Linked DNA regions of Sus scrofa: region 1 is linked to region 2. The links are chromatin contacts, called in public Hi-C maps. All regions are on one chromosome and are shown on one strand. The core of a region is the stretch at or near the end of the contact, and the rest is flanking DNA. Distances in the headings are between cores, read along the strand shown. Region 1 has its middle 34 kb from the start of HIBADH. Region 2 overlaps JAZF1 (JAZF zinc finger 1).

What was found. Hi-C and Micro-C count contacts between places; a contact is called where the count stands out from the background.
Region 1: a contact with region 2 is called in a Hi-C map of fetal heart ventricle, with 3 times the contacts expected there. The contact joins two enhancer-like sites. A contact is called at or near these places in 10 of 47 Hi-C or Micro-C datasets (alveolar macrophages, embryonic fibroblasts, epiblast stem cells and 7 more) and 1 of 2 datasets of contacts at active chromatin or transcription factors (skeletal muscle).

The regions. Positions count from the first base shown.
Region 1 is chr18:44,948,997-44,953,672 of Sscrofa11.1, reverse strand. No RefSeq gene overlaps it. Among named protein-coding and RNA genes, the nearest start is that of HIBADH, 34 kb to the left of the region's middle. Within about 2 kb of position 1,717, at least 36 of the 83 cell types and tissues checked have an H3K27ac peak or open chromatin away from gene starts, as enhancers often do.
Region 2 is chr18:44,656,068-44,660,535 of Sscrofa11.1, reverse strand. All of the region lies in intron 1 of JAZF1 (JAZF zinc finger 1), which reads right to left. Among named protein-coding and RNA genes, the nearest start is that of JAZF1, 170 kb to the right of the region's middle. Within about 2 kb of position 1,860, at least 14 of the 83 cell types and tissues checked have an H3K27ac peak or open chromatin away from gene starts, as enhancers often do.

The DNA of each region.
Region 1 (4,676 bases), core at 468-2,967, 290 kb before region 2:
TACTATCACTATCTGAAAACATTGTTTCTTCTTGTATTAATTTTATCTGTTTCTAATATTGAATATCAGCATGTCTTCTATAATCTGAAGTCACTATGTCATCTTGAATTAATATTTTCTACCTGATGCTTGCCAGAATACAAAACCTAAGTGAGAACCAGCTCTTGTTCATTTTCTCATTAGCATTTGCAAAGTATGCACTCAAGCTGTTCTTTAGTTGGTGAAAACCAGTTCTCTGTTTAGTGCTAGTAACTAAAGACTAAAATAACTTGAATAGTCTTAGCTCATTTGTCACATCCTTGCCAAGCTTATCAAATTATTTCCATATGAAATGAAAAAAAGATTTTACTAGCCTCCAAAACACTTTTATTTGTAGTAAATAACTGTGGAAGAATTTACTTATTCTATTTTTTTTTTTAGCCAAATCTTAAATGACAAGAACTTGTAACTTATTAAATAGAAAAATATCTGCTTGTTCAGGTTCTAAGGTGAAGTTTTTCTGAATGAATTTGGATACAATTCGATTTCAGAAATGGAACCATTAAAATCTGAGTATTATGAACAAACCGTTATTTACAGAAAATAGTGCTTAGTTCTACACACTAACATTTTGTCCTTCCCACATAAATATCTCGGTACATGCACCATCTGAGTGTATAAAATTAAACTACCTGAAAAAAAAAATTAAACTACCTGAACACCTTTAAAAAATTAGAGTAAAATGTAAAAATGTCTATAAAAAGAAATTCATTAGAGATTTCAAAATATCCGTAAGTGCTAAATAAGGTTTCCAGAAATCAGTGATTATGCTGAAACGTGTCACAAGGGGAAACTGTTAACAAGTGTTACTTTGCCAATGGTAGGAAGATTGCCAACCTTTAATTGGCTTTAAAGTTGGTGTTCTATCAATGGTGTATTGTAAAAAGCAATAATGCCCACATTTAGGATTCAAGCCTGAAGTGGGAACTCTAGATTCAGCTAAATGTAGCACTCTGCCCTAGTCCTTTTAATTAAAAATATTCAAATGCTTGCCTTTTAAATTTGATTAGGATGTTTATTATCATGTTTTTATGAACCGCAGCAACAAAAGATGTTTGTCTACAATTTACAATATACAATGACCCGTCAATCCCCCTCTGGCTTTGCTATGCATTAACCGCTTTATTTTAATGGAAATACGGAGAATAGCTCTTTTGAGGCTGCTGGGAAGATGGCATTCTTCCTTGGCTTCTGTAGGGGAACGTGTCCTCATTAATACATGCAAATGAAAGATCGTAATATCTTTGATAACAGAGCAAACCATGCTCTGTCCATTGGCTTCTGGATTTGCTCACTGAGTTCCTAAATACCTACTCTGATCTTAATCCTCCTGCGCTGCAGGAGCACTCATGAATAAAAATATGAACAAACAAATACGGAGTAAACTTCCTGGCAAATCGTTCCAAGAGGAAATCCCATCAGAAAGATCAGTTTCAACCTGCCTGAGGCTTCAGAGTGGGGAAATAATCCAGCAAGGATTTCATGGGCAACATTCATTATGTCGTATTCAGTACTCTGTCGATTACCCTGGCTGTTTTCTCCTGCTGGCTTGAGCGGCTTTGTGGATTAGGGAGCAAGACAAGTGTTCTGACTTCTGCAGGCTGCCACGTCATCAGACTGCCTTTCTATACCAGCCGTGCGGTTTCCCCTCTCCTCTTGCTCCCGCTGCCTGTGACACTGCACAGGCTGTGTTTCAGCTCATTGGCCACTGGAAACTGGCAAGGCCCATGCAGTGACCATAGCTACCAAGCCCCTGTGGCAGACACTGTTGGCTGCCTTCCCAAGGTCAGACCTCCTCTGCTCTGTCTTCCTTGCTGGCAGCACAGTCTCCCACAGCAGAGGCAGAAAATGCCAAGCACTTGCATTCTCAGCTTCTCTCGTGCCCTCAATTCTGGCCTGTGACATAAAGGGAAGTCTGCTGGGAATTTCTGGGAAAGAAGAAAAGAAAAAAAAAGGGTCTCCCCACCTCCCACCCCCAGCCTTTTTGTTTTCTTTTTCTTTTTTTTTTTTTTTTTTTTTTGTCTTTTTGCTATTTCTTTGGGCCGCTCCCGCGGCATATGGAGGTTCCCAGGCTAGAGGTCGAATCGGAGCTGTAGCCACCGGCCTACACCAGAGCCACAGCCACACAGGATCCGAGCCGCGTCTGCAACCTACACCACAGCTCACGGCAACGCCGGATCGTTAACCCACTGAGCAAGGGCAGGGACCGAACCCACAACCTCATGGTTCCTAGTCGGATTCGTTAACCACTGCGCCACGACGGGAACTCCCAGCCTTTTTGTTTTCAATGTGAAGGGTGGTGCTTGGAGCCCAGGAGAGCATCTTGTGAGAATGAGGGTAAAGATCCAGAAATTGTGGAAGATAGAAATTACCATGACATTGTAAAGCAACTATAGTTTTAATAAAACTTTAAAAAATGAGAAGGAAGAAGTTCCTGCTGTAGCGAAACGGGATCAGTGGTGTCTCGGTGATCCCCCAGGATGTCGGTTCAATCCCCAGCCCAGCACAGTGGGTTAAAGGATCCAGCGTTGCCCCAGCTGCAGCGTAGGTTGCAACCGCAGCTTGAGTCTGATCTCTGGCCCAGGACCTCCATATGGTAGCCAGAAAAAGAATAAAAGAAAATAAAATTAAAATAAAATAACCTACAAGGATATATTGTCCAGTACAGGGAATATAGGCAATATTTTATGCTTATAAATGGAGTCTAATTTTTAAAAATTGTGAATCAGGGGTTCCCATGGTGGCTTAATGGTTAACGAATCCGACTAGAAACCATGAGGTTGCGGGTTCCATCCCTGCCCTTGCCCAGTGAGTTAAGGATCTGGCATTGCCATGAGCTGTGGTGCAGGTCACAGACGTGGCTCAGATCTGGAGTTGCTGTGGCTCTGGCGCAGGCCGGCAGCTGTAGCTCTGATTCAACCACCAGCCTGGGAACTTCCATATGCCGCACCTGCTGCCCTAAAAAAGAAGAAACAAAAACCAAAAACCAAAACCCTGGTTTTGGGTTTATCTCAAGACCATGAGCAAAAGGAATCCTTTGCATCTGTTCTCAGCTAGAAAAATTGGCAAAAGGCCTACTGTTTCTCACAAGCATTACAGTTATTTGTTTAGGCAGAAGAATAAAATGTGGAAAGGATATTAAATGTGTTTGGGGATTGACTTCAGAGTCATGTGCTTGTATCCTAGGCCATCAGTGAATTAATTTGGAGCTTAAATATAAAATCTTAACTAAATCACCTTGCCTTAGAGTCTCTCCTTATTTTTCATATGGAGAATAACTATTGACAGTACCTGAATCTCTTCAGTGAGCTTGGAAAATTTGAGTTAACCCCAAGCAATCTATAATTTTATATCAGTTAGGCTTAGGCTCAACTGTGGGTAACAGAGACTCAAGTATAGAGGCTTAAACTTATTCATTGTTTATAACCTCTTAAAATAAGGTACAAAGTAAAGTGCAAAGTGTACATACTTACAGCTAGAAGATGAGTAAGTTCCAGAAATTTAATAAACAGCATAGTGATTATAGTCAACTATATTATATACTTCAAAATTCCTAAGAGCCTAGGCCTTTTTTTGCTTTTGTTTTTGTTTTTGTTTTTTTTGCTTCTTAGGGCTGCACCCATGGCATATGGAGTTTCCCAGATTAGCTGTCGAATCAGAGCTGTAGCTGCCAGCCTACGCCATAGCCACAGCAATGCCAGATCTGAGCTGCATCTGTGACCTACACCACAGCTCACAGCAACACCGGATCCTTAACCCACTGAGCGAGGCCAGGAATCGAACTCGAAACCTCCAGGAATCGAACTCGAAACCTCATGGTTCCTAGTTGGATTGTTTCTGCTTTGCCTCTTATATCAGGTTCTTAACCCGCTGAGCCACAGCAGGAACTCCTATATCTCAAATTTTAAGCTAACAATTTAGGGCTGATGTAATGACCCCACAAAGTCATTAGGAACCCATGTACTGCCATCTGCTGAAAAGTCATTTTAAAAGAGGAGATCCAGGGCTGGTGTCTACTTAGAAGGCTTCCCAGAACCAGCCGTCTTCATGTTGAAAGCAAATGTGAGTTGGTTCTTGTGGATCTCAGAATTATCTCCAATGGTCTGCTCACTAACTGGGATGCTTAAGTGGGAAAAGGATGAACACTTAGCTGGGTGTAAATGTGCCTGGGCAATGCTTTCACATATAAGGTAGGGGCTATATAAGTAAAGTGTTACGTGGACTATATGTTTTATTCATATCACTTTTCAATATTGTGCTGGTGATTTCCTGGAATGCTTATTCATGTGCATACTGATTTCATTTCTAAAAACTTTCTGCAGATTTTAAAACACAGTTTATTAACATATACAGTCCACAACCAAAAACACTTAATACTTTCTAACCCTGAACATATCATCATTCCTTGATAATTTTTCATCACACATTTCAGAAGGGCATTCTCAATGTTTGACTGGAAAAACTTCAAGATGCTGCTGAAATAAAATTATTGAGGAGTTCTCTTGTGGCGCAGAGGGTTAAGGACCCAGCATTGTCGCTTAAGTTGCTTGGGTCGCTGCTGTGGTACAGGTTTGGTTCCTGGCCTGGGAACTTCCATATGCCATGGGTATGGCCAAAAAAATTATCAAGGATGAATG
Region 2 (4,468 bases), core at 611-3,110:
GTTTAACAGTCCAGAAAAAAAAATTTTGATTTAAATAATGTTCACCCTCCACATCTTAATAGTCTGGACACTGAAGCATTTTTCATTCAGAGTAATGATCTCCAGGAATAAAAATATAATTATAACTGAACTACTTGGTCAGCTAAATCACAACCAGAAATGCACAGGTATGTATTTCATTCCCTGTGTCAAAAAATCTTCATTCTGGACCATCAACATAGCACTAAATTTTGATCTGTCATTGAAAACAGGTCGCTTCTATTTCTGGCTTACAGCATGGTAACAGGGCACAGCAATTGACAAAGACAGCCAATATTTCATATTAAATCTCCCCATCTGACCTTCTGAATCAAAAGCGCAGCGACTCATGAATAAGGAATTATTTATTATATAAACATCTCCTTTACGTCTTAAAAAAAATCTCTTACATCATGGAAAGAAAGATCAAAATTCTTGGGAAGGAATTTGTTGCTGATAGGACGGCACTGAAGACCTGGCAAGGGTGTGGGTGAGACCCTGAGCGGCTTCCTCTTAGGGAGGAGTGCCTGGGAGTTCACGGGGTCCAAGCAGGTGGTAAGACAAAGCCTGAGGAGGCGTTTCCAAGGAAGGAGAACAGATCAAAGGGCACACTGTCTGCTCCGGGTGTGGCCCCTGATGGTCCCTTGCCATCCGCTGCCATTGAGAGTTAAGGGGCAGACGGAGCAAGAATTACATGCATCGTAGGAGAAAGCAACTCTCCCGAGATTGTCCTCACAACTTGTTTTGAGATCACATGTGGATCCACATTTAAACCACGTTTTCACCTTCCTTTAGAGAAAACCTGGAGAAAAGCTTTGCAGCTACGTCTCCTCCTTTATTACTCCAAACTCCAGCCTGGGGACAGCGACCCCCCGCCATCTGCTCCCAATGCAACCTCTAGTCATGCCACTGTCACACGTACCACATGGTTCTGAAATGTCCCAACGAGGACCTTCTCACCCACCAGGCCCGTGCTTCTCACTGGGGAGCTTTTTGGTTAATACCTGGGAACGGCCCCAACGAGTCTGATGTAACTGACAGAAGATTAAAGACCCACTAAGTGAAGGCACCTAGATTTTTGTATGTGTGGCCTTTTTAGGACTGCACCCACAGCATATGCAGATTCCCAGACTAGGGTTCGAATCGGAGCTGTAGCTGCTGGTCTACGCCACAGCCACCGCCACGCTGGCCACCCACAGAGCAAGGCCAGGGATCGAACCTGCGTCCTCATGGATACTAGCTGGGTTCATTAACTGCTGAGCCATAAGGGGCACTCCCTGCACCTAGATTTTTAAAAGCCCCTCAGGTGATTCTAATATGCAGCCAGGGCTGAGAACCACTGATCGCAGCTCCCCCAGGACACGCAGTGTGGCTGGTCTACCCCTGACTCCACCCCCCCCCCCCATCCAGCCCTGCCCTGGTACCCAGCACAGGGTCTGCTCACTAAATATTATTTGGTTGAATAAAATATGCTATCTAATGATCTGAGAAGAAAGTGGGGGTAAAGAGGGGAGAGGCATTCAGCATGGGTTATACACTAACCGTGCTTTTCAAACCGGTTGTGTGTCAGAATCAAGGGGAGGGCCTGTTACAACTCACACTGCCGGCCTCGCCCCGAGAATGCGCAATTCTAACAGGTTCCCGGCGGATGCAAAGGCCTCCAGAACCAATGTGCTAAAAATGACCAAAGCTGCCTAGTAATCTTAGCTTAAGTGACACAGAATAACACCTGACAGCCGGGGCTGCAGGCACCTCTGATTCTGCGGCCGAGGCATAGGGAAACATCACAGGCAGGGCTTGCCGGCCGCAGACCAGGGCCAAGGACACCGCCCCTCCGGACTCCCAACTCCATCGGGAATCTTTAATGTTCACGGCTTAAGTATCTGAATCATCCATCACGTGCTCACGCCCATTCAGAATTAAGGCGTGGCCAGCAGGAACAACAGGCGGCGTCAATGTGTAAGTAAAAATTACGGAACTCTTTCCTAGAAACAGGCCCAAGATCAAGTTTTCCCAGAGCGCCAGTGGCCGACTTAAGCCAGAAAACCAACCCACGGCTGCTTGTTAAATCAACTCAAGCACTAGATTCTACAGCTGTAAAAATACAGGGGTTTAAAATCCAAGCTTCTAATAGCCACCCAAATAGGTGCTGGACTAGAGTCACTTAGGAAAAAGGCAGGCTTTCTTCAGCTGCTCCCAGTTAGGAGATTTCTTTCTTAAGAGACAAAGGTAAGAAATGGGAAATAGGCCCAGGGCCTCAGCTTTTCCCATGAGTGTCCCGGTTACTGGTTCCCAGAAACGGGAAGGAGGAATTCTGGTCGGCCCTTCCCTCCAATCACACGAACCCCTGAAGAGCAGCACAAATGGCAACATGACCGACACCTGGGCAGGGCCATTCTCGCCATATCTAGTTATCAGTTCTCTGGATTCCAGCCAGCGGTGATAAATCTGGGTGTCAGAAAATGGAATATTTGGGGGTTGTGAAATGCTGAATCGGAGAGGAGTTTCTGGAGCAGAAATAAACAGGAAATTGTGGCTTCTGAGAAAGACCGCTGTTCTCAGGAAGGGGAGGGAGCATGGGGACGGAGGGGGTCCCCCACACAAAGCCTTACACCGACAGACCACCATTGTGACATGATGGCTCCACGAAATGACATCATGGCCAAAGGTACTGTGGCATCCTGGACGGGATCCCCAAACAGAAGGACACAGATAAAAACTAAGGCGATCTGAATAAAGTATGAACTTTAGTTAATTATCAGTTTAGTTCGTCATTATGACAAATACACTATATTAATGTTAAGATGTTAATAAGAGGCAAAACTGGGTGTGGGAATCTGTAACTCTGTACTATCTATAATTTTCCTGTAAATCTTAGACTATTCTAAGATGAATGGTTGTTTAGAAATATTAGGGCACTAAATGCCCTGAGACATTTGTGAAAGCAAGGTGGCGGGTACGCTGATGGGTACCTTTCCTTTTCCTTTTTTTTCTTTTTCTTGCTTTTTAGGGCCACACCCTTGGCACATGGAGGTTCCTAGGCTAGGGGTCAAATCAGAGCTGCAGCTGCCAGCCTACACCACAGTCACTGCAACGTGGGATCCAAGCTGCGTCTGTGACCTACACCACAGCTCACAGCAACGCCGGATCCTTAACCCACTGAGTGAGGCTAGGGATCAAACCTGAGTCCTAATGGGTCACTAGTCAGGTTCGTTAACCACTGAGCCACAAGAGGAACGCCTGTCACACTGTTTTCTGTATGCTTACAGTACTTTTGAAACATTTCATAATTTAAAGTGTAATTTGAAACTATGAAGACTACACACCTCCCCACTTCCCAGCCCTGAAGGAGGACTGGTGTGTGTTTCCGTAAGGCTGCTGTGCTGTAAGCAGGCCTGGGACACTTCCTCATCCCACAGTTGCCACGGATCCTCGGTGTCTGAGCCTCCTTGGACCCTGAGCTCTGTCACCATGGAGGGGACACCCTCCCCCACCTCAGGATCACCCCTGGGGGAAAACTGTGAAGGAGCCGCCTGGATCCTGGTCTCTGCCCTCACACCCACGGCCACAGCAGCCTTCCACCTGGCATCTCACCCACCTCCTCTCGGGGCCTTGAACCCAGCCACGCCCTTCCCGTGTTGGCCACCAACAGCCTCAGCATGAGACTCTTCCAGAGAGCAGAGACGTTCTAACGACGACAGAGGGCCGTCTCCAAGCCTCCAGGACGGAGCTGAAAGGCGGGATTTCAAGGCGCGGGAACAGACCGCGGGGCCCCCGGGCCTTCAGAGTCTCGGCTGCAGACGGGACCGCATGTGGGCGGAGCTAAAGCCCATCCTCGGGGCTCCAGGGGCCTCTCTAACCCAGCCGTGATGCCAGGGCCAGCCCGCAGCTCTCGCGGTCCTCGACATTAATTACCATCCTGACTTCTGACATGGTCCAACCTCCAACGGAGGTAAAAACAGGTGGCGGACCCGCCAAAATGGGAATGCAGGAAAAGGGGGAGCTGAGAAGCCCGGACGGCCGGTAAGCTGGGATCTAATCCCTGCGATGGCGGGACGTGCACGGCTGCCCACGCGTTCCTGAGGCGGGCTATTTTCACCCAGCTGTTTGAACGCCAACACCCTGGAATGTGTGTGGCGGCCAGCCTTCCCCCGACACCTCCGCCTTGGGTCTCGCCCAGACCAAACGAGTGAGCATGAGGGGAGGGGGGCCGAGGGCACAGCAGTTGAAGAAGTAAACCTGAGAGCTTTCTGGGTTGTTTGCCAGCCCAGCAGCGTGGACCTACTGGGTTCCTCCTCGCCCTTATCTGTGCCATCATCTCGTTGCCTCCACCCCTGGGTGCAGTCAAACCCAACCCACCCCCCGCACCCCCCAGGGCTGAGACAAGTCCTAAACACAGCCTGGGAGTTCTCTGCTTGCTTTTACTGCCTTCATTCTTTCACGCCACAAA